Linked DNA regions of Mus musculus: all the other regions are linked to region 7. A link is a contact called in public Hi-C and promoter capture Hi-C data. All regions are on one chromosome and are shown on one strand. The core of a region is the stretch at or near the end of the contact, and the rest is flanking DNA. Distances in the headings are between cores, read along the strand shown. Region 1 holds the start of Nagpa (N-acetylglucosamine-1-phosphodiester alpha-N-acetylglucosaminidase). Region 2 holds the start of Mrtfb (myocardin related transcription factor B). Region 3 holds the start of Ubald1 (UBA-like domain containing 1). Region 4 holds the start of Eef2kmt (eukaryotic elongation factor 2 lysine methyltransferase). Region 5 holds the start of Naa60 (N(alpha)-acetyltransferase 60, NatF catalytic subunit). Region 6 holds the start of Ubn1 (ubinuclein 1). Region 7 holds the start of Usp7 (ubiquitin specific peptidase 7).

Evidence for each region. Promoter capture Hi-C pulls out the DNA fragments that hold promoters and counts their contacts. A called contact is a pair of places that touch in the nucleus more often than the background predicts.
Region 1: a contact with region 7 is called in a Hi-C map of embryonic stem cells, with 6 times the contacts expected there. The contact joins the promoter of Nagpa here to the promoter of Usp7 in region 7. A contact is called at or near these places in 2 of 39 promoter capture datasets (cranial neural crest and second pharyngeal arch cranial neural crest) and 1 of 484 Hi-C or Micro-C datasets (embryonic stem cells).
Region 2: a contact with region 7 is called in a promoter capture Hi-C map of pre-B cells. The contact joins the promoter of Mrtfb here to the promoter of Usp7 in region 7. A contact is called at or near these places in 2 of 39 promoter capture datasets (pre-B cells and second pharyngeal arch cranial neural crest).
Region 3: a contact with region 7 is called in a Hi-C map of B cells, with 5 read pairs. The contact joins the promoter of Ubald1 here to the promoter of Usp7 in region 7. A contact is called at or near these places in 1 of 39 promoter capture datasets (cranial neural crest) and 1 of 484 Hi-C or Micro-C datasets (B cells).
Region 4: a promoter capture Hi-C map of hematopoietic stem and progenitor cells shows a contact between it and region 7. The contact joins the promoter of Eef2kmt here to the promoter of Usp7 in region 7. A contact is called at or near these places in 3 of 39 promoter capture datasets (cranial neural crest, hematopoietic stem and progenitor cells and liver).
Region 5: a promoter capture Hi-C map of pre-B cells shows a contact between it and region 7. The contact joins the promoter of Naa60 here to the promoter of Usp7 in region 7. A contact is called at or near these places in 2 of 39 promoter capture datasets (cranial neural crest and pre-B cells).
Region 6: a Hi-C map of B cells shows a contact between it and region 7, with 6 read pairs. The contact joins the promoter of Ubn1 here to the promoter of Usp7 in region 7. A contact is called at or near these places in 1 of 39 promoter capture datasets (cranial neural crest) and 1 of 484 Hi-C or Micro-C datasets (B cells).

What each region holds. Positions count from the first base shown.
Region 1 is chr16:5,202,724-5,205,423 of GRCm38.p6, forward strand. Nagpa (N-acetylglucosamine-1-phosphodiester alpha-N-acetylglucosaminidase) reads right to left here and starts at 1,289. Exons shown (of 10, transcript NM_013796.3): 1 at 1,174-1,289; 2 at 618-1,076. The coding sequence starts at 1,259.
Region 2 is chr16:13,255,134-13,257,833 of GRCm38.p6, forward strand. Mrtfb (myocardin related transcription factor B) reads left to right here and starts at 1,348. Exons shown (of 17, transcript NM_001122667.2): 1 at 1,348-1,421.
Region 3 is chr16:4,878,409-4,881,108 of GRCm38.p6, forward strand. It overlaps Ubald1 (UBA-like domain containing 1), which reads right to left and starts at 1,443. Exons shown (of 3, transcript NM_145359.2): 1 at 1,209-1,443. The coding sequence starts at 1,328.
Region 4 is chr16:5,254,597-5,257,296 of GRCm38.p6, forward strand. Eef2kmt (eukaryotic elongation factor 2 lysine methyltransferase) reads right to left here and starts at 1,360. Exons shown (of 8, transcript NM_027446.2): 1 at 1,245-1,360. The coding sequence starts at 1,340. It overlaps Gm15983 (a long non-coding RNA gene), which reads left to right and starts at 1,367. Exons shown (of 3, transcript XR_003951974.1): 1 at 1,367-1,415.
Region 5 is chr16:3,883,241-3,885,940 of GRCm38.p6, forward strand. Naa60 (N(alpha)-acetyltransferase 60, NatF catalytic subunit) reads left to right here and starts at 1,379. Exons shown (of 7, transcript NM_029090.3): 1 at 1,379-1,566. It also overlaps a transcript of Zfp597 not described here.
Region 6 is chr16:5,048,807-5,051,506 of GRCm38.p6, forward strand. Ubn1 (ubinuclein 1) reads left to right here and starts at 1,251. Exons shown (of 19, transcript NM_026666.4): 1 at 1,251-1,975. It overlaps Glyr1 (glyoxylate reductase 1 homolog (Arabidopsis)), which reads right to left and starts at 1,104. Exons shown (of 16, transcript NM_001079814.1): 1 at 1,000-1,104. The coding sequence starts at 1,037.
Region 7 is chr16:8,736,997-8,739,696 of GRCm38.p6, forward strand. Usp7 (ubiquitin specific peptidase 7) reads right to left here and starts at 1,346. Exons shown (of 31, transcript NM_001003918.2): 1 at 1,208-1,346. The coding sequence starts at 1,289.

The sequences.
Region 1 (2,700 bases), core at 39-2,538, 3.5 Mb before region 7:
ACTGGCTGATGTTGAAGGATGAAGAACCAGATACATGGGCAGGCCCAGAAATTGCAACCAAGGGCTGAGAAGAGTTGGGGAAAGCCCACTTCCCAGCCTTGGCAAAAAACGGAACCTTGGAAGAGAACTGGAACACCAGATGGCGCTACCTTCTACTCCTGCCTGCCTGCTGTCAACTCTGGCTGCTGTCAAATTTCAAGAAACACAGAAACTTCCAAAGGCTGCCCTCAACAAGCTCCTTGTCTAACCTGGATTTTTATCAGGACAGCAAAAGGCCTCCAGCTAGCTGTCTGGGACTGCTCCATAAACTCTACACTATTTCCAATTGGTTCCATGGCTTCGTTGAACACGAAATGTTTCTCTAATACTACACAAAGTTCACTAGGGCACAAACTGTGTTCAGGCTCACGGTCGCCTCCCCAAGTCCCCACACACGGCCTGATCACAGATTATTCAGTGGCACATGAATAAACTTAAAGGAAGGAAGGTGTCAGCGTCATTACTCGGAAGAAGAAAGACAGGAAGTTTGGTTAGGGACCTGGACTCGGAGGCATGGCTCTGAAAGAACATCAGAGACCCTTTGCCCTCTACAGCCCCGGGGCTCCCTGCCTCCTCACCCGGTGACTATGGTTCCATCGCGTCGGATACCGAACTGCGCGTTCTGCAGTCCCCCTGAGCTGCTCACCAGCCGCCCGTCGCTCACCACGTTCCCCAAGCACTCGCCAGTGCTCATGCGGAAGAAGCCACCGTTCTGAGCGATGCGGCAACCGGCCGGGACGGCTGTGTCCTCCACAGTAGCGCGGCGCTTCTGCGCGCAGCCCCCGGCTCCTCCGGGCTCCAGCACCGAGAAAGTGCGTAGGGGATCGGCGACCCGCGTCAGGTGGCCGGCCACCGCGCGCCCCTCGAAGTGCGACACGAAGGTGCGCACGGCCGCGTGGTGGCTGGCGCCGGGGTTCGTGGGTGGCGGAGGCCAGCTCTCCTGCTCTGGGCTACCTGAGCGCACCCGGGCGCAGTCTCGCGAGGGACGTCTGCGCGCTAGTGGGTAAGGCAGCAGCAGGTCATCGTCGCGGGAAACCCTGCAGGGACGGGGCGATCGTGAGGTCGGAGGGCTGTGCCTGAGAGCGCTCAGGAAAGGTGGACCCCAGCCAGGCTGGCCCCGGCGGCTGCACTCACCCGAAGCTTAGGCTGCACCACGCCACCCCGAGTAAGCCGAGCAGCGCGGGTATGAGGAACAGCCCGGGCCCCCTGGGCGCCGCCATATTGGATTGGTGCTCCGGTCACGTGGGCTCGCCCCACGTGATTCCAGGCCAGGCTGTTGGGTGCTTTGATTACGCATTCGAATTCCATCAGAGAGGGTAAGGCTGGAAGGGAGATAGATAGCTTTTTATTCTCATATTATGTCAAACTTACAGAAAATTGCAAGAACAGATGCTGGGCCTGTGTAAGTCTGTACAGAACTTGCTTCTCGTGCTTAAAGCCCTAGTTCCTTCTGTGTTGCACAAACCAGAAGTGGTGGCCCACGCCACAACCCCAGCATTCAGCAGAGGCAGGAGAATCGGAAGTTAAGAGGTTGGCTATTCTTGGCTAGTTAGTTAGTTTGAGACCAGTCTGGACTACTTGAGACTTTATCTGAAAGACAAGAAGAGGAAAAGGAGCCTAGGGGGTAAGAGGAGGAAAAGATGGAGGAGGAGGAAGAGGAACTTTTAAGAGTGAAGCTCGAGGCCAGCCTGGTCTACAGAGTGAGTTCCAGGACAGCCAGGGCTACACAGAGAAACCTTGTCTCGAAAAACAAAACAAACGAGAGAGAGAGAGAGAGAGAGAGAGAGAGAGAGGCTTGCAGCCCACTCGTGGTGGTGCACACCTTTCATCCTAGCATTTGCTAGACCTGTCTGACTGGATTAACTCTTGTGTTTTGGGTAGCTTGGTTTATCTTCGTTTTTGTTTAATTTTATTTTTGAAGCAGGGTCTCTGATTTATAGGTAGGCTGGCTTGAAATTCAGTGTGTAGACTGGTCTAGAGCCTCTTGCTTCTACCTAATCCCCAAGTGATGGGATTAAAGGCACAGGTCCCCAACCTGGCCCTGTTTTGGGTATCTTAGAATGACAGGTCTCCACTCTTTCCTCCTCTTGACCAGAAGAAACTAGTTTTCCTCTAGGATATAGGAACGACTGGCGAGATGGCACAGCACATAAATGAACTCGCTGTGCAACCTGAGATGAAGACCCTGAACCCATGGAGAGGAGGAAGAAGAGAATTGGCTGTAGAAAGTCTGATCTACATGTGTGCACCACTGCCTATGCACCCACTTGTATCTCACACACAGACCATAATAACTGACTGACTCAAGCTTTCAGGTGACAAGTGTCCTGTGTTATAGTAAGTCCCGAGCCTGGGATCCTCCTGGCGAGTGTCCCCTTGAAGCACGGCTTGTGCTTCAGTGCTGCCTGTCAGAGGCTGCTCTTCTTAGGGCTTACCCAAAGGCAGAGCCCAACGCAAAGTCCAGTTCCTGACCTCCTCAGGGGCATTGTCAATCTAGTAGGTGCCAGGGATTTGAATAGGTTTAAGCCCCTTTCTGTCTACAGTGAGCAGTGTGTGTGCTTGAAACCAGAGCCATGCTTCTTGGGGTCTGTGTGTGATCAGGCTCAGCCATCTGTACTGAGCCTTGTCCTTCCCAAAACTCATGGTCTTTGCAAGGCCTCA
Region 2 (2,700 bases), core at 98-2,597, 4.5 Mb after region 7:
ACCTTGTCACAAGGCAGTGCCAGGCCCTAGAGTCATGCAAATTCAAATACTGTGTTACTAAGACCATATGGGTATTTTCTTTATTGCAGGCTTCGGAAGTGTGATGGTTCGTATATGCTCTGCCCAGGGAGTGGCACTATTAGAAGATGTGGCCTTGTTGGAGTAGGTGTGTCACTGTGGGCATGGGCTTTAAGGCTCTCACCCTAGCTGCCTGGAAGCCATTCTTCTCCTAGCAGCCTTCAGATGAAGCTGTAGAACTCTCAACTCTTTCTGTACCATATCTGCCTGGTTGCTGCCATGTTCCTGCCTTAATGATAACGGACTTAACCTCTGAACCCGTAAGCCAGCCCCAATTAAATGTCCTTATAAGAGTTGCCTTGGTCATGGCAATTTTCTGTTTACAGCAGTAAAACTCTAAGGCACGAGGTTATGGGTACCCACTTTAGTGCATCTCACTATGCCAGCCTCTCTTCCTTAGAAGCAATTACTCTTAAGTTTTCTTTTGGGAAGAAGTCACACCGTAATGCAGTGGTTCTCAGCCTTCCTAATGCTGGGACCCTTTAATACAGTTCCTCATGTTGTGGTGATCCCCCAACCATAAAGTTATTTTGCTGTTATGAATCAATGTAAATGATACACAGAATCTGATATGCGACCCCCTGTGGCCCCGAACAGCTGACCTAACTCCACGAATGCCCTGGCTCTATGTCCATGAACCATTCTATCCTGGGTTCTCCCACTGTTTTCGAACATATTTTGCTTTTAGGGCTCTACAGAGTTGGAGAAAGTGTGAAAAGCGTTCTCTTGTCTAGTTGCATTAAGATGGGTTGCAACAGACCCCCTATTGGGGTCACTTCTTCCACTCGGAAGAACTACAGAGGGGTGGAGAGTGAGGCAGGGCTCAAGAGGAGGGGTTCCTACAGGTGCGGGTGTGGCATCAGAAACGCACCGACTCCACAGGCCGGTCTGCTCGTCCGCTGCAACCTCCTTCTGGAATGGGGAGGCGGCAAGAATGCACTTAGTGAGGCAGCATGAGCTGTTTGCTTGCTAGGGTAGCCGGCACTGACTGACCATCTATCTGACTGGGAGCAGCCAGAGCTTAGGCAGCAACCAAAGAGCTCCCAGCTCCGCAGCCCAGCTGCGCATGCGCCCCGGGGCAGCCAGGTGAGAGCGCGGCGGGAGCGGGCGGCCTCGCACCTGGGTTTTAACTTTTCCGGGTCAGGGGCGAGGGCGGATGCCGGGTGGGAGAAGGGAAGCAGGGTGTAAACCTCCGGGAGTCGGCTCGGCGCTACCTGGAGCTTCCAGGACGGGCTCCGTGCCTTCAGACGGGAGGAGGGTAAGCACGGGGGCGGAGCGAAGTCTCGCGAGATCCGGTGGTAGCTGCGGCAGCGGTGGCGGCGGCGGCGGCAGCGGCCGGGGAGGTGAGCGGCGAGCGGGTGCGAGGCGGCCGTTGGGACTGAGGCAGGGGAGAGCTGCGGAGGGCGAGGCCGGGCCCCGGGAGAGGGACGGACGGAAGGCCCGCGTCCTCGGTGGCCCCTCGAGGTTGCTGCGGCGCCTCCGGGTGCGCGCTGTCCCGGGACTCGCGCGGGGCGGGGCGGGGCGGGGCGGCCGCGGTCTCGGGGCTACCGGGTCCGGGCTTCCCTCGTCGGGGGTCCCCTGTGTGCGGCCGCGGCCCGATCTTCCCGGGCAGCCTGGAGTTGGTACCAGGCGCTTCGCTTGCGCGCTCCCACGCTGGAACTGCAGTGAGGTGCAGCAGCGCCTTGGCCGGAGCCACTCGACGGGGACGTGGTGGGATGGGGACGGCCCACGCCCCGGACTCACCTTCCATCCTCCTCCCCAGCCCTGCTCGCGGCTCTTCCCCTGGGGTCCCCGCGGGGCTGCAGAGGGTGTGTCTGCAAGCCCTCCCGAAATTGCACGCACGCAGCGTTCCGGGTTTCCAGGGAGAAAGTTTTCCACCGCTTTTGTTCTGTCCCTGAAACTTTGCCTAGTTCTCAGTGTTCAGAAGCTACCCTTTGGCCCTGTGTATGAGCAGACGCGGTGTGACAGTGACGAGGGGTGCGGCGGGTGTAGGGTCTCAGGCCACGAGGATAGCTCAAGGTTTGCCTCAGGCAAAGAAACTTTGAAAAGTTTGATTCTTTTCTGAAGCTTGAGATCGCACTCTTAGGATGAGCGGTTGTGAAGTTCCTAACTTTTGGTTCTGTGGCAAATGTTTGCCACCCTGACACGAAGTTCATACTATATCTTCCTATACGTGATCCAAGGTCAGTAGAGTGCTCTCCTTTAGATGTGAAGAAGAAATACGTGCTATGGCGTTAGTGCAGCCCAGACACCCAGCTAGGTAGGACGTAATATCACGGACCCTGCGGCTAGTGAGTATGTTTGGAGACACACACTCACGTATGTACGCATGCACTTGTGGGACAGTGAGTCTCAAAGTCAGGAACAAAGATTGGGACCTGAGATAAAACCGTGTTACTTGGGGTAATTGATGCTAATGAGAAAAACAATGTAGGCTGACTGACAGCGTGCAAGATAAATCACAGCCTGTCTCTGGTTAGGCTCAGATAATACAGCCCTCCAGGGATGCTGTATTCCAGGCTACATTGTAACCAATACAAAGCCCGAGTTCTCTACATTTAATGGAGTACACAAAATCCCTCATGCTTATTGTTAGTAATAAGGAAATAGAAGATTGAAATT
Region 3 (2,700 bases), core at 193-2,692, 3.9 Mb before region 7:
GGCAGAGCGTTCAGGCCTCAGAGGCTGACAAGCACTGCTACCTCCAGGGGTAAGCAAATCCAGGCTAAAGGAAGAAGCCTTCCCTCTCTTGCATAGGGACATTGGCCTGGAAGTCTAGCAGGGAGTAGATAAACAGATCGAAGGCTTGGTATCCAGAGCTGGAAGGGCTACAGTCTTCCCAGCCTGGGGAGGTTCTGATCCTGCACCAGGAAGTTAAGCCTTGGTCTCCACTTCCTGGCTTTTCCTACTGAAAATGGGATGGTTCCCACTGGGAAGCCAAGCTCTGGGGTCTCCAACTGGGCACAGAATACTAGACTGGCTCTGGTTGTGACTCACACATGTACCCACACAGCTACAAGCCAGAGAGTCTCATCTCGATACCCACAAGTGGTGAATGTGGGGTTTTGAGTTAGAGGAACAGAGGCATCTTAGTAACACAAAAGACTGGGCACATAATCCTACCGGTCAAGAGAAACCTGGGAGTAGATGAGAGCCAGACTGACCTTCCCATCTTCTGTCTAAAATGCCCTAAAATAAGTGAACCGTATACAGTACACCATCCCAAGATACAGGTTCCTTTGTCAGGCCCGAGGATACCCAGGTCTTCATAAGGATCCCGCCCCGGTGACACCTTTGGAGTGGGCTACACACATACAGACTCTCGTAATTTACTCTGAGGATCCAGCACACCACCCATACACTCCATGACGTATATGAACATACACCGCACCATACCCAGCACGATTACCATCAGCAAACCACCACCTATGTACACGCTGCACACACACACCAAACATGACACAAAGGTATCCTGTATCAGACACGCACTCGAGACGGGCTTTGAGTCCGCACACGCGCCCACATGCCCACAACCTTCGATGTGCCCTGCTGACGCCCAAGCGCGGTGCGTGCGTAAATACAAATCCACATGTACGTGTGCGCACTCCCGCAAACCGCCCACCCGGCACACCGACCCTGAGACCGCTCTCTCCAAGCGACTCCGCCTCCGGCACGGCCCTGGGCGTCTTCCAGGCGGCTGTCTCCTCCTCAGCCGTTACCGGGACCGGGGGGGGGGGGGTGTTGGGGGAGGGTATCCAGTCCTGATAGCGGGGTTTCCGGGGCTCTGGCCTGGCGGTCGGTGATGCCCGCAGCCGGCACCCCGGCACGTGTCCACACCGCCCGCGCCCGTCCCCGGTTCCCCTACGCACCTCGAACTGCCAGTGGGCCGCTTGTAGCAGTTGCTTCGCCTGATCGGCCGCACAGCCCGCCGTCAGCACGAACTGGTTGATCATGACCTGGTGTTTGAGCTCGTCCATGTTCACGGACATGGCGCCGCCGTGCAGCCCGCTCCGGCCTCCCTGCGCGCTAGCCTCACGCGTCCACCATTAGCGAGCCGGCCCCGGCTAATACAAATATTTACTGTGCGCTCTGACTCACCGCGCCTCGCTGCCCCGCGGCCGGCGAAGCATGCTGGGATGTGTAGTCCGCGACGCCCCCGCCGAACGGACCGGGAAGGAGCGTGGACGCCCTCTCCCGAGCGATCTCAGTGGGGCGCGCAGCCCGTGCCCCAGGCTGAGAGGCGAAGTTGCGAACCAGGGACCATTGCACAAGCTTGCCTTATCACTGGGCCCTGGAGGTCCTGTGTGCTGCTGTGCTTAGCATCACAATATTAATAGGCGCGCTCTTAGGGGACTCTCTGATAGCTTTGGTCCTACTCCACTGCCCTAGGCTGAAACACTCCTAAAATCCTGAGACTTAGAAAACGCTCGGTATCGCAGAGCATCTGCCTTTCAAGGCGCTGCTAGAAATCACCACCTCCTGGAAGCATTCCAGAGCTCGCAAGGCATCTTTGCCTAACTCTTGGCCAGTCGTGCAGGAAGAGCGTCTTAAAAAAAAAAAAAAAAAAAAAAAAAAAAAAAAAGACAGCCCCTGCTCCGGAGCCTTGGCGTCCCCTTTCTTTCAACTCCCACTTTCCCACGCAAAAGAAAAACTTCCAGCAGCCTGCTGGCAAAAGGACCGCGCGGAGCACGTACAGAAACGGCCACGACTGCCATTCCCACAATGCCCCGGTTTATTTGCATCTTTCTGTCCCAGTGACGTCACCTGAGTGAGGTCGCGACTGTACCAATGGGCCGTCACGGGGTGTTAGGACCTGGCCATATAAGGTAAACAAAGCTGGCCGCCCAATGAGGCGGCGGCGGGGGCGGGCGCATCACGTGGCGTGGGGGCGGGGTCGGGAGCTGGGTGCGTGATTTCGCAGGCGGTGTTTACAGCCCCGCACATGCCACTTCCGGCTGACGTCGCGGTTGGTAGAGTGGCCGGTCGGACGTGGAAGAGTCGCCCAGAAGCTGGGGGGAGGAGAGGGCTGGCGTTGTCTTCTCGGCTGAGAGACGTTGCCCGGGTTCTTTGCTCTCACTGGCCTCACCTTTGACCTGGCCCCCTGTAGAACCAGCCGGGAGGGGAGGCGTTAGGTCCGAAAGCTTCATTATAGCGACACTGCCCCGAGGAAGTAAGCGCAGGCCTCGGAAGCCAACTGCGGGCTCTTGAGACGTTTTGATACACCTGATCCTTTGTTCTCGCTAGGACCGCTGAGGCCGTAAAGGTGTGGGGCCCAGTTGATACCTAGGGAAATGGAGTTCTATCTTGCCCTTCACTCCTAGGGGCTCTCCGATCGGGTGGCTGGAGGAAGATGGGAAGGAG
Region 4 (2,700 bases), core at 110-2,609, 3.5 Mb before region 7:
CCTCCTGGGAAGAGTCTCTTGCCTACTTTAGTAGTGCGGGCTGCGGGGGTAACAAGGAGAAAGCAGACCCAGTCAAGGCTCAACAGTGGACGGCAGAATTGTAAAAGCAGACAGGCTGGCCATGGTCAAGAGCTAATGAATCCGCACTTCCAAGACCTGCACAAGAGCTGTATGTTTCTAAGGGCTGCTGCCAAGGGCTGAAGAAATCCAATACCTTGGCCTGCTGGGAAGCTCGCAGCCAAAAATGTCCTAAGAACTCCCGGAGGGCCAAGGGCCCTACACTCAAGAAACCTGCAATTACTGGTCTTGTCTGCCTACAGCCGGCACAGAAAAACACAGTCAGCAGAGATCAGCACTCCCAGAACTTTTTGTCTATCTATGATTTCTAGCTGGGCAAAGGAAAAGAAGTCCAGCTGTTTAGTAGCAAGAGGCTGCTATCATTGTATCCTTTACTGTATTAATTAGAAATGATGGCACAGAGATGTAGCCTCTTGTAAAGTCCCACAGCACACAGGGGGTTGAATTAGAACTATAAGCAGGAAGCTGGCCTCCCCGGCCAGAGCTCTGATTCTTTCCTTCTTAAACTCCTGGTCAAATGGAGTGACCACAGACGCCAGTGCTGTGCACTGTGGGTGACCCTGAGCAAGTACTTAGCACAGCACATGAACTATTATTACAGTTGACATTGAATAAGGACTTATATGTTATTCGGGTTTCGTTTTGCGTTAAGACCAGAGATATTTTATGTCGATGAAATAATACAACTACCCAAACCACCCAACGAAACCGGGTAGACTCTGGAGGAATACAAATCTATAGTAACTCATGCCGGTGAGCTCACCGCACAAGAGTTAACAGCGAGGCACGCTCTAAAGGATCCTCGCGTCCGAGCTGCAGGTCCCCAGGCCACAGGGAAGCACCATTTTCAGTCCGAACTCCCTCTGAGACGGTTCTGCCTGAAGCCTGCCCTTCGGATGGGGACCTGGCCTCCTTTTCAGGAGAGCGCGGCTCTTGCCATTTGAAGACGTTTAGTTTTTCAAAGTTGTTTTGCAGTCGCCAAGATGACCGATTACTGGCTTAAAAGTTGCTAAAATAATCCAGCCCGGTTCGTGACCCTGTAAACCCTGCCGGGGAAGGGCCCGCCTGCCTCCCCCAGTCCAGCGGTGAGCAAAGGCGGCCCGAGACTCCCGGCCCCGCCGCCCGTGGTGCTCGACCCTGATACCCGCCGCACGCCCGCCGCCCACCTGCCAGGGAAAGGAGGGCAGCGCGCGAGCCGCCAGGAAGCGGCGCTCGAAACTCTGCAGCAGAGACGTGGCCCCCTCGTGGTCCTCAGGCGCCATCGCGGGGCAGGGCCAGGGTTGCCTGGAAACGGGCGGAAGCGAGGCCTGAGACGGAGGAGGCGTGGCAACTAGGAGGTAAGATGTGGGCGGGGGCTAGTCTATGTTCCGGCCCAGGAGGCGGGGCAAGATGGTGCCCGCGGGGCGGGGAGTACGGTGGGGCAGGGTTAGAGGCGGACCGGGCCGGGTTGGGCCTGACTGGGGAGCGTTTTAAACAGTTCCTGGAGCTGGAGCTGGCAACTTGGAGGCGAAGCCTAGACTGGCTTGGGGGCGGGGCTCAGAGGGCGGTCCTTGGCAGGAACTGGGGGTTGGAAGGTGGGCCCGAGCGGGAATGGGGGTGGGGCTGAGATTGAGGTTGAGCAACTCTTAGCCGGTTGTCTTTGGGTGGTCTGGGGCGAGCTCAGATCAGCCGGGGGCGAGGCTAGGGTGGGTCTGCCCTCGAAGTAGCCGAGGAAGATTTTTGGAGGGGTCTAACCCCACCTGGGTGTTAGGAAGTGATACCTGGGATCCTTCAGCCTACCTGCGCACGCACACGCGCGAGTGCGCGCGTGTACACACACACATCCACGAAGCCAGGTCAGCATAGGGGACCAAGGAGTTGGTCTTTATTCCCTGAACTGGGTTCATTTAAATAAAATGAACTGAGATTGTTTCTGTGGGGTTTCATCTTTTAATTTCTTTACGTTATTTGTGTATATGTGTTCACACACACACACACATATAACAGTAACAGTATCTGCTCTGAAAATTAGTGCACAGAATTGCAGAGGCTTCCAGCAGGAGTTTTGTTTCATCTTGCAAGGAATAGAATCTGAACTAAGAGTGGGAGTTAGCTGCAGTGGGTGGCAGAGTATTCTGTTCAAAGTCCCTAGAGTTGAAAGGCAGGACACTGGCAAGCCACCCCTGTTGTCCTCCAAGTGTGCACTGTCATTCAAGGTGTAACAGTTCAGTTTAGCAAATGTCTCAAAATCTCCATTTGGAAGCTTCTAGAGCTAGCTTGTTAAATATACTTGCAGAATGTTGATGAAGGGGACAGATTGTATCCCATTACCTCCTTTAGACAAGAAATCCTGAGGTTTGTTTTGGAGAACAACAGAAGGGAATTAATTACAGTCAGGTCTGTGACCCTCCAAAAATCCAGGCCAGCATAGGGGACCAAGATGGGATTGGTCTTTTATTCCCTGAGCTGACTTGATTTAAATAAAATGAACTATGATTGTTTCTGTGGGATTTTGCCTTTTAATTTCTTTACATTGATTATTTGTGTATGTGTGTGTTTGTGATCCACCACACATAAATAGAAGTCAGAGGATGGCTTGAAGAAGTTGGTTCTTTCCTTCTACCATGTGGGTTGAACTCAAGC
Region 5 (2,700 bases), core at 129-2,628, 4.9 Mb before region 7:
TACATTGGTTCTTACACAAAACAAAGAAAATGCATACATAAAAAGATAATGGGAGCCAGGCCTTGTTTACAACTGAGAATAGAAACAATCCTTAATTAAGATCAGCCAAACACAGGAGCCAGGTGAATGCTCTGATGCAATGCTAGTCTATTGTTAAACCCACCTACAGTGGTCCTTTAGTAAATACCTGATTATGCTATTCCTCTGGGCCTAGTGAAAAACCTGCACCAGGGGAATTCCATTCTACTAACCCTTTCATGAGTAATACTCCAACCCACCTATTTCCTAGGCCATTGTGTATTCCTGTGTTTGGGTGAAACTCAGCTATTGTTCTAAGTAATTACTATGCAGACTGGCCCTGAGCTTTTCTAGCTCTGTTCTAGTAAATTGTAATGTCTGATTATTTTCACTGTCTCTACTAGAAGTGAATTTGAATGTTACTGAATAGGTAACATTCTTACTGAATTCCAAGCTCAGGGTCAGGACATTGGAACACTGACAAAGGCTTAGCTATATGTCAAAATCAATCCTTAAAGGCACTTATAATAAAACAATACTGAAAGAGAGCACACGAATCCATACACCAGACTAACGCTGGGACAGGGTTTGAGTATACGTGCTATTGGAATGCCAAGGCTCCAGGAGGCGAAGTTTCCGTGAAAGTCTTCACCTCATGACTGCTTCCAGGTTTCTAAACCTGTAATGCGAGTCACTACTGGAGTGGATGTAGCACTGATGTATTTCTTGGATATTAATATTTTTTTAAGGTTGGTTGAGCCTTTGACTACATACCATTTTAGTTATCTAAAAGCAAAGAATAAACTGTTGGTCAGCAAGCTTTTCTCTGGTTACACGAACTGAATTATCTCTGAATTACATCTGGATATAGAACTCCCACCCCCACCCAGCCCTGAAGGCCAATGTCACTTGTCCACTGCAATGATAGCTCACGACCACCCTTCTGTGGCTGTCAGCGCGAGCGCGGGGCGGTGCCTTTTGAGTCAGGGCTTCTAGCAATCACCAGCGCCAGCATCTATTAATACTAACCTCCAGTGGGGGAAGAGCAGGCCAGCGGCGGAGCCGTGCGTCTCAGGACTAGGGAGGCCTCGGAGCTCCTCTGACCCGCTTGATCGAGGAAAGGCGCCCTCTGACCCGCTTGATTGAGGAAAGGCGCGGAAACCCCGGCCCGCCGCCGCCGGTGTCCACGCATGCACGCAAGGGCAGCTGGGCGGCTCGCAGCTGTCTTGAGCTTCCGCCGCCAGTGCGGGAGGCTTCGGGAGCAGGTCCCGCCAGCGGCCAGAGGCTTGCCAGCTCCCAACATGGTGGCGGCGGCGTCAGGGAGGGCGGTGCCACATGGCGTAGCAGCCAATGATCTTCCGGGCTGCGCCGCCGGCAGCACAGGAGAGGCGGAAGTGCCGCGGGGCCGCCTTCCCTGTCCCGGCTGCGGCCCCTGCCGGTTACATAATCTGTCGCGGGGGACCGCGCAGTCCCACGTCCGGCTTCCCGGCTCCCCCAGGATGCGCTGAGCCTTGAGACACCGTCCGCTGCCGCCGGCTCCCGTCCGAGGTGAGGCAGCCGGGGGCCTCGGCGGGTGCAAATCGGGGCGGTGAGGAGGTCGCTGTCGCGACACCGAGGGCACTGCCCGCCCGTGGGAGGCCGGGTTTTCCGGAGAGCCCCTTACCCACCCCTGCGCGGGGCGCTTCTTAGCGCCCAGTTTGTTTCCGTGACGGCGGCGAGGGGCGCGGTGGGGCGTCGGGAATTGGCCTTTCTGGGGACCCTCAGCCAGTAATTGCAGGAATTGGGAGATGGAAAGGCGGCATCCTCTGGTTTTGGAGGTGAAGGGTCTGGTCGACTCTTCTAGCTCCAGCCTGCCTCCCTTAAGGGACTTGTTGAGCTGGGGGTAATTGTCGACTTTTTGCACGCGTGAAAGCCGAGGACCCTGCTTTAGGTCTGTCGCGTCTTTTCATTCCAGCAGTACTTTTGGTATTCCGGCACATGGAAGCTAAGCGGACCCTCCATAATCGCCTCTGACTTATTTCTTCTGAATTGGAGAAAACATTTGCCAAGGAGAAAAGGGGATCTATGACCAGTGCTGCTGTCTTGGGCTGGGGCTGTGGAGAGGGTACTCTGGGCCTTCTGAACCTCCAGCAAATGCCTGCCTTGCTGGTGTCAAAACCCAAGGCTTGGGGAGCCAGGCTGCAATAAACATAAACTTTGGCTCCTTTATTGATCTCTTAACTCTGCCAAGTCCCAGAGCCATGTGCTTTTGGGTCATTCTTGTCACCCTTTGGTCTTGAAAGAAGAGACTCACAGCCTAACTCTGTGGCTCCTGTGGTGTCTGGAGTGCTAATTAAGGAAGTTGCCAAAGAGCTTTTCCTTTTTCAAAGTACTAGAAACATAAAATCCCTGAATTAGTCTTGGCTTGTCTGCTGGCTTGTGTGACCCAGCAGGCAAAGTCATGTTACTCCCGAAATCATCTATGCAAAGACTTGAGTCCACAAAACCATGTGACATGGAGGAGAGTTTTAGAAGGCCTGTGACCTTGTTACCAGCCGAAATGTCAGGAAGAGGAAGGTCTGGGACAAAAACAGCATATAAGTACACACAGAGAGAGATGCACACACCAGTGAACTGCGAGTTAGTACAATGTGATTAAAAACTAGAGGATGCCGAAGGGCCATCGTGCCAAAGTAGTACACT
Region 6 (2,700 bases), core at 1-2,500, 3.7 Mb before region 7:
AGTCAGAACTTGCCCTGGAAAAGCCAGTCCATCTCCTTCAGCCCACTCAACAAGCAATCTATGCTTCTAACTCTAGGCTGAACAAAAGGGCCAGAACAAAAGCAGGCAAACCAGATGGGTCTTTCACAGCTGGGCTCAGGGCCCTCACATATTACATACAAAACTGTATATATATATATATGTGTGTGTGTGTGTGTGTGTGTGTGTGTGTGCCTGAGATCTGTGCACTCTTCCCGAGAAGGAACATAGAAAAACAAAACCATCAGGACGTCACTGGTCTGGTACCTCCCTGGGAGAGTGTTGGAAACTTCTCTCTGTAAACACAGACTTCCCTAAGACTGATTTAATTCACCCCATGATCGGCTTTCCTTTGACAAATGATCATGGAAACCTTCCTCTAGGTAGGGAAACTACGCAGTTCCAAGGAGACAATGGTCACTCTTGGTTTTGGCTGTTGCAGGGGACACAAGGAACAGAACGAGAGGCACTGGATCACCGCCTAGCCATCATTTGCAAAGGAGAAGTCACCCTCCCCTCGGTTTCTTCATGGGGCAGCGCCGGGCAGTCGGATTTCGCCACCTGGAACCAAGCCTCGAGCCCACGTCTGTCCCAACCGAACGCGGGTATGGACGGCTCTGTCTCTAGCAAGGTATCCTCTCCTGCTTTGAGAGGAGGTCCGGAGAGACCCTGGGACTCCACGCCACGCCAGAGTTCTCTGCAGTGGCAGCTGGAGCCAGAGTTCTAGAGCCGTAACCCTCCCCTGGGATGGCCTCAGGGTTCAGAGCAGGGACCGCCGCGGCCCCTCTCGGCCTCGGTCCCCCGGGGACCGGACAGCCTCTTCCGCTCAAGCGTCGTTCACACCGCGGCGGCACCTCCTCTTCCCCACTCTCCGCCGTCCGGAGTGCATAATAAAACTACTCCTGGGCCAGCTGGCAACCCTGCGACCAGGAAAAGCAGCTTCGCGCCGTCTTTCGTTCAGCGCTGGTCGCCAGGACTCACCACACCAAGTCGCCGAGCCGCAGACTCACAGCCGCCATCTTACCACCCAACCACCGCCGCCGCACGGGCAGCCGGGAACTTCAGGTCGCCGCGGCACCGCCCATTGGAGTTGGCCTGACCACGTGACGGGTGTTTGCTGTCATCCGCCTAGCGGATGCGCTGACGTCACCGCGCCGCGGCCGTCCATTGGACTGCTTGGAGGCACGTGACTTGAGCGCCGCGCTCTCAGCGCGTCGAAGCCCAGAGACTCCAAGCTCCCGCCTCCCCCCTCCCCTCCGGCTCGTGACAACGAAGCATCCGCGGTCCAAAGCAGCGGCGGCGGAGGCGGCGCGGCCGGACTAGCGCGAAAGGGAGCCGACTGTGCTGCCCGCTCGCTTCCGGGACTCTAGACTCATTTCCAGTCTTTCCCGCTGCTTCCGTTACGGCTGTTAGGCAGGCGCGGGCCCCGGGCCGTTGCCGAGCCTGAGGTCCCGGGCGGATAGGTGTTGGAGTCCGGTTGCTGCCCTGACTGACCCTGGCGCGGCCTGGAAGCCAGTCTCGGTCCCAGCCCGGGGCAGAAGAGGCCCCGGTTGCCCGCGAGCCCGCGCTCGGGGCGGGAGCTCCAGACTGCTGAGGAGCGCCCAGCTCGACAGTCGGCTTCCGGAGCGGCGTCCCCGCCAAGCGTCCTCGGCGTCGCCCGACTTGTTTTCTTGGACGTGGACTTGGCATATCTCGGCTCCCCCCGCTGGCTGACAAGAGAAAGCGGCAGTTTGTCGAGAGGCTTCCTTCCCGCGGGCTGGGGAGCCGGCCATGGGCCGCGGCGCGGGCCCTCCGCGCGCCCGCCTGCAGCGCTCGGGAGCGGGCCGCTGAGCCGCGCCGCAACCCGAGGGTCCCGGGCCGGCATGAGGACCACCACGGGGGGACGTCTACGGCCCGCGTCGGCTCTGGGGACAACGGTGAGCGCCGCGGTCTGGTCCAGCCTCCCGCGTTAGCCTTCGTAAGTAGTGTGACACTTTGCAAGAAGTTTTGACAGCTGGAAGACAGGTGACAGTAATGGGAACTGGTACCTGCCGAGGGGCAGGGCGGCTGCCCTAAGTTCCGTAGACCGAGTTGAAGCTCGACTTTGAGCAAGAAAAGTCTCACACCCAAGAAAAGGCGGCAGGAGTCTGTGTCAGGGTGGACTTAACTTACAGCTGTACTTTCTGAAGTCAACGCCTGCTCGGAAGGTGACGGGTTCACGCCCCTTTCCCCAAAGCAGTGTCCTTGTAGAGGCTTTGGTTGTCAATTGCTCTGAGAGATGGTGTGGTGGAGAAGCTGGGTGGTTGACCCCAGCTTGTTTTTTCTTTGGAAGAAGTACCACATTTTTCAAGGACTGTCATTTACATTGTGTGTTAATTAAACACGAACTGACCATTTAAAGTGTATTTAAGATTTCATAAAATTTGACAAATGTTCTTAATTTAGAAATTAGAGTTTTCCAGGAATTTAAGAATATTGTAATGACTTGTCTTTAAATGTAAATCTTTACAACTAAATTTAGAAACAATCCCATCAAAGTCAGGAATAGAACAAAGGATACATTGTCTAATGTCCTGTAATTCTAGTTAATGAAATAAGACAGGAGCCGAGTAGTGGTGGCACATGCACTCAGGAGGCAGAGGAAGGTGGATTTCTGAGTTCGAGGCCAGCCTGGTCTACAGAGTGAGGTTCCAGGACAGCCAG
Region 7 (2,700 bases), core at 96-2,595:
ACTGATTTGCTGAGGCCAAGAGAAACAGCCTAGTCCTTGGCATGAACTTCAGCTTCCCCCTTCCCCCGGCCCCCTAGGGCCTTTTTCCCTCTGCTGCATGGTCAGACAATTGTTTGATTCCCACTGATCACCATCAAGTTATTCACAGGGGGGGTCAAGAGTCAGTATTCCTAGCCTAGAGCATGCTACATCATACACAACAAATACAGTTTTACCCCAACTTCCTAGGAACCTTCATTCATTTATGAAAGCCACTATCACTTGCTGAACGGTCCATTCATTGCCCCTCACTGGGATTCCTGCCTGTCTGACCCCTTTAGGGCAGGTAACCGCGCATACTGCCTTCACTTAAAGTACCAAGTCAAAAGAAAAGAAAATGACCAACCCAGCATGAGATCCCGAAGCCAGAGTCCCTCCACTGCGCTTTCACAGCAAACCTTGATAGCGAAGCTCTACAAACAGTATAAAATCCAGTACCAAGATAAATTCCTGCGGCTCCGGTAGAAAACATAGTTACCTCCAGAACTTAATCTGCTTCTGCAGTAGGCCAGCCATGTGCGGCGGAACTCCATAGTTTCAAGCACACTTTTTAGCCGGACGTGGACGGCACCACCTACAGCCAGGTACCCAAACTCCTCCACAAGCCCAGGTAACTTATAAACTAGGCGAACCTGAGTACTTTCCCAGCAAGTCCAAAGGCTGAGGGCAGCTGCGCGCCTTGCAGGTGTCTCCGCAATTAAGCGCGACGCCCGGCAGAGCGCTCGGAAGTTATTGGGGGGAGGCTCTCCGGGGGCGCGTTCAGAAGCAGGTGCAGGGGAACCTGCGCACCCGCTCCCATACCCACCCCAAGAGCTCAGGGGCCGGGGAGCAGGCCCAACCAGCCTGGCCAGAGCCACACACCCCGGAAAGAGGACGGTCCCCGGGGCCCGCCTCCCAACCTGGGTACCCGGAGCCAACACACCTCGATCCTAATTTACGACTCCGGCGCTTTGTGCCCAGCAGCCCGTGCGCTGCACAATGCGTGAACTCGGGGGTCCGGGGCCACCCCCCGCCGGGCCGCATGACTGTGCAGCCCCGGCCCGGCAAAAGCGCCGGGCCGAGCGGGGCCGAGCGGCAGCCCGGCCTGGTTAAAGATGGCGAGGCCCTCGCGTGGCTCCCGCGGCCGCCCGGACCACAATGAAAGCGCCGGCCCCGCTGCGGGCCTCACCTTCCATCTCCATGTCCTCGGGCTCGCTCAGCTGCTGCTCGCCCGCTTTCTGCTGCTGCTGCTGCTGCTGTTGGTGGTTCATGTCGGCCGCGGCCTGGGCCTCGCCTGCGGCCGGAGGCCCGGGCTGCGGGCCCGGCGGGCGGGCGGCTGCTAGCAGAGGCGGCGGCGGCGGCGGCGGCGGGGCGGCCTCCTCCTCTTCCTACCCGCGCGTCGTCGGCGGCGGCGGCCCCGGGGCGGCCCGCGGCGGGCGGCGGCGGCGGCGGCGGCGGCAGGGAGACGCGCACGTACTTGCTCGCGATTCGCCCAATCTCGGCGCCGAGGCGGGCGGGCGGCGGCGGGCCGAGCCGGGCGGCCTCCTCGCTCGCTGCGGCCGCCGCTGCCGCCGCCGCCGCCGCCGCCGCAGGGCCCGCCTCCCGCCGCCGGGGCCGGGGCTGCGGGGCCGCGGGCCGGCCGGGGGCGGAGGGCGGCCGGGCGGGGGCCGCGTAGTCAGCCCCGCCTCGGACCGGGCGCGGAAGGCTGGAGGCCGGGCGGGCCGCGGCGAGCCTGCGGGCCCGGGTGTGGGCTGCGGCGGCGACCGCTGAGGCTGCGCGGGCGGGTGACCGGCTGGCCGCGCTCGGGGCGCTGAGGCCTCCGCCTCCTCGGCGTCGTCGTCGGGGCTCCGGCAGCGGACGCGGCGCCCGGCGGCTCGGCTCGGCTCAGCTCGCTCTCAAAATGGCGGCGGCGTGAAATGTCACATCCGCATGGGGGGCGAGAGCGGAGCGAACGAGACGAGGGCGGGCGGCGGGCGGAGCGGGAGGCGGAGCGGGAGGCGGAGCAGGGAGCGGCCCGCCCGCCGCCACCGAGGAGCACCCACCCCGCGCGCCGGCCGCCCGCCCGCCAGCCCTGCTGGAGCGGGGCGCCGGGGTCTCCTCTGTGAGGCAGCGGAGCGCAGCCCAGGGCCGCGGGGCTCCGGCTGAGGGTAGGGGTGCTCGCGGGAACTGGGCTGGACAAGGAGCCCAAGGCGCGGCGCCGTTTTACGGCCCGTAACCGGCCCCGGGATTCTCACCCGGGCAAATACGTGGGAAACTTAACTCTTTTGCACCCTAGATCCAATAAGGCAAAGTGTAGTCCTTCGGCTCTCACCTATCCCAGCATTCATTTATTTCCTCTCTAGGAGATCAGGTTGGCCACGATCGTCCACTGGGAAAGAGTCTCTCGGGTAGTCCAAGCTGGCCTGGAACTTTTCATGGTGCTTGATGGACACCTGATCCTCCTGCGTCTACCTTTCTAAGTTTTAGGAGTCAAATTTTTTTAAAAGCGAACTTTTCAATACAAGAAATTTGAAGAGGGAAAATCTGATTGATTTAAGGCCTAAGCGCCAACTGACTTGGGGGGGGGGGGGTAGCACATGCCTTTTTAATCCCAGAATTTGGGAGGCGGAGGCAGAGGCTGAGGCAGTAGGATCTCTTCGAATTGGAGGCATGGCCAAGCCAACCAGGACTCAAACAAATCAA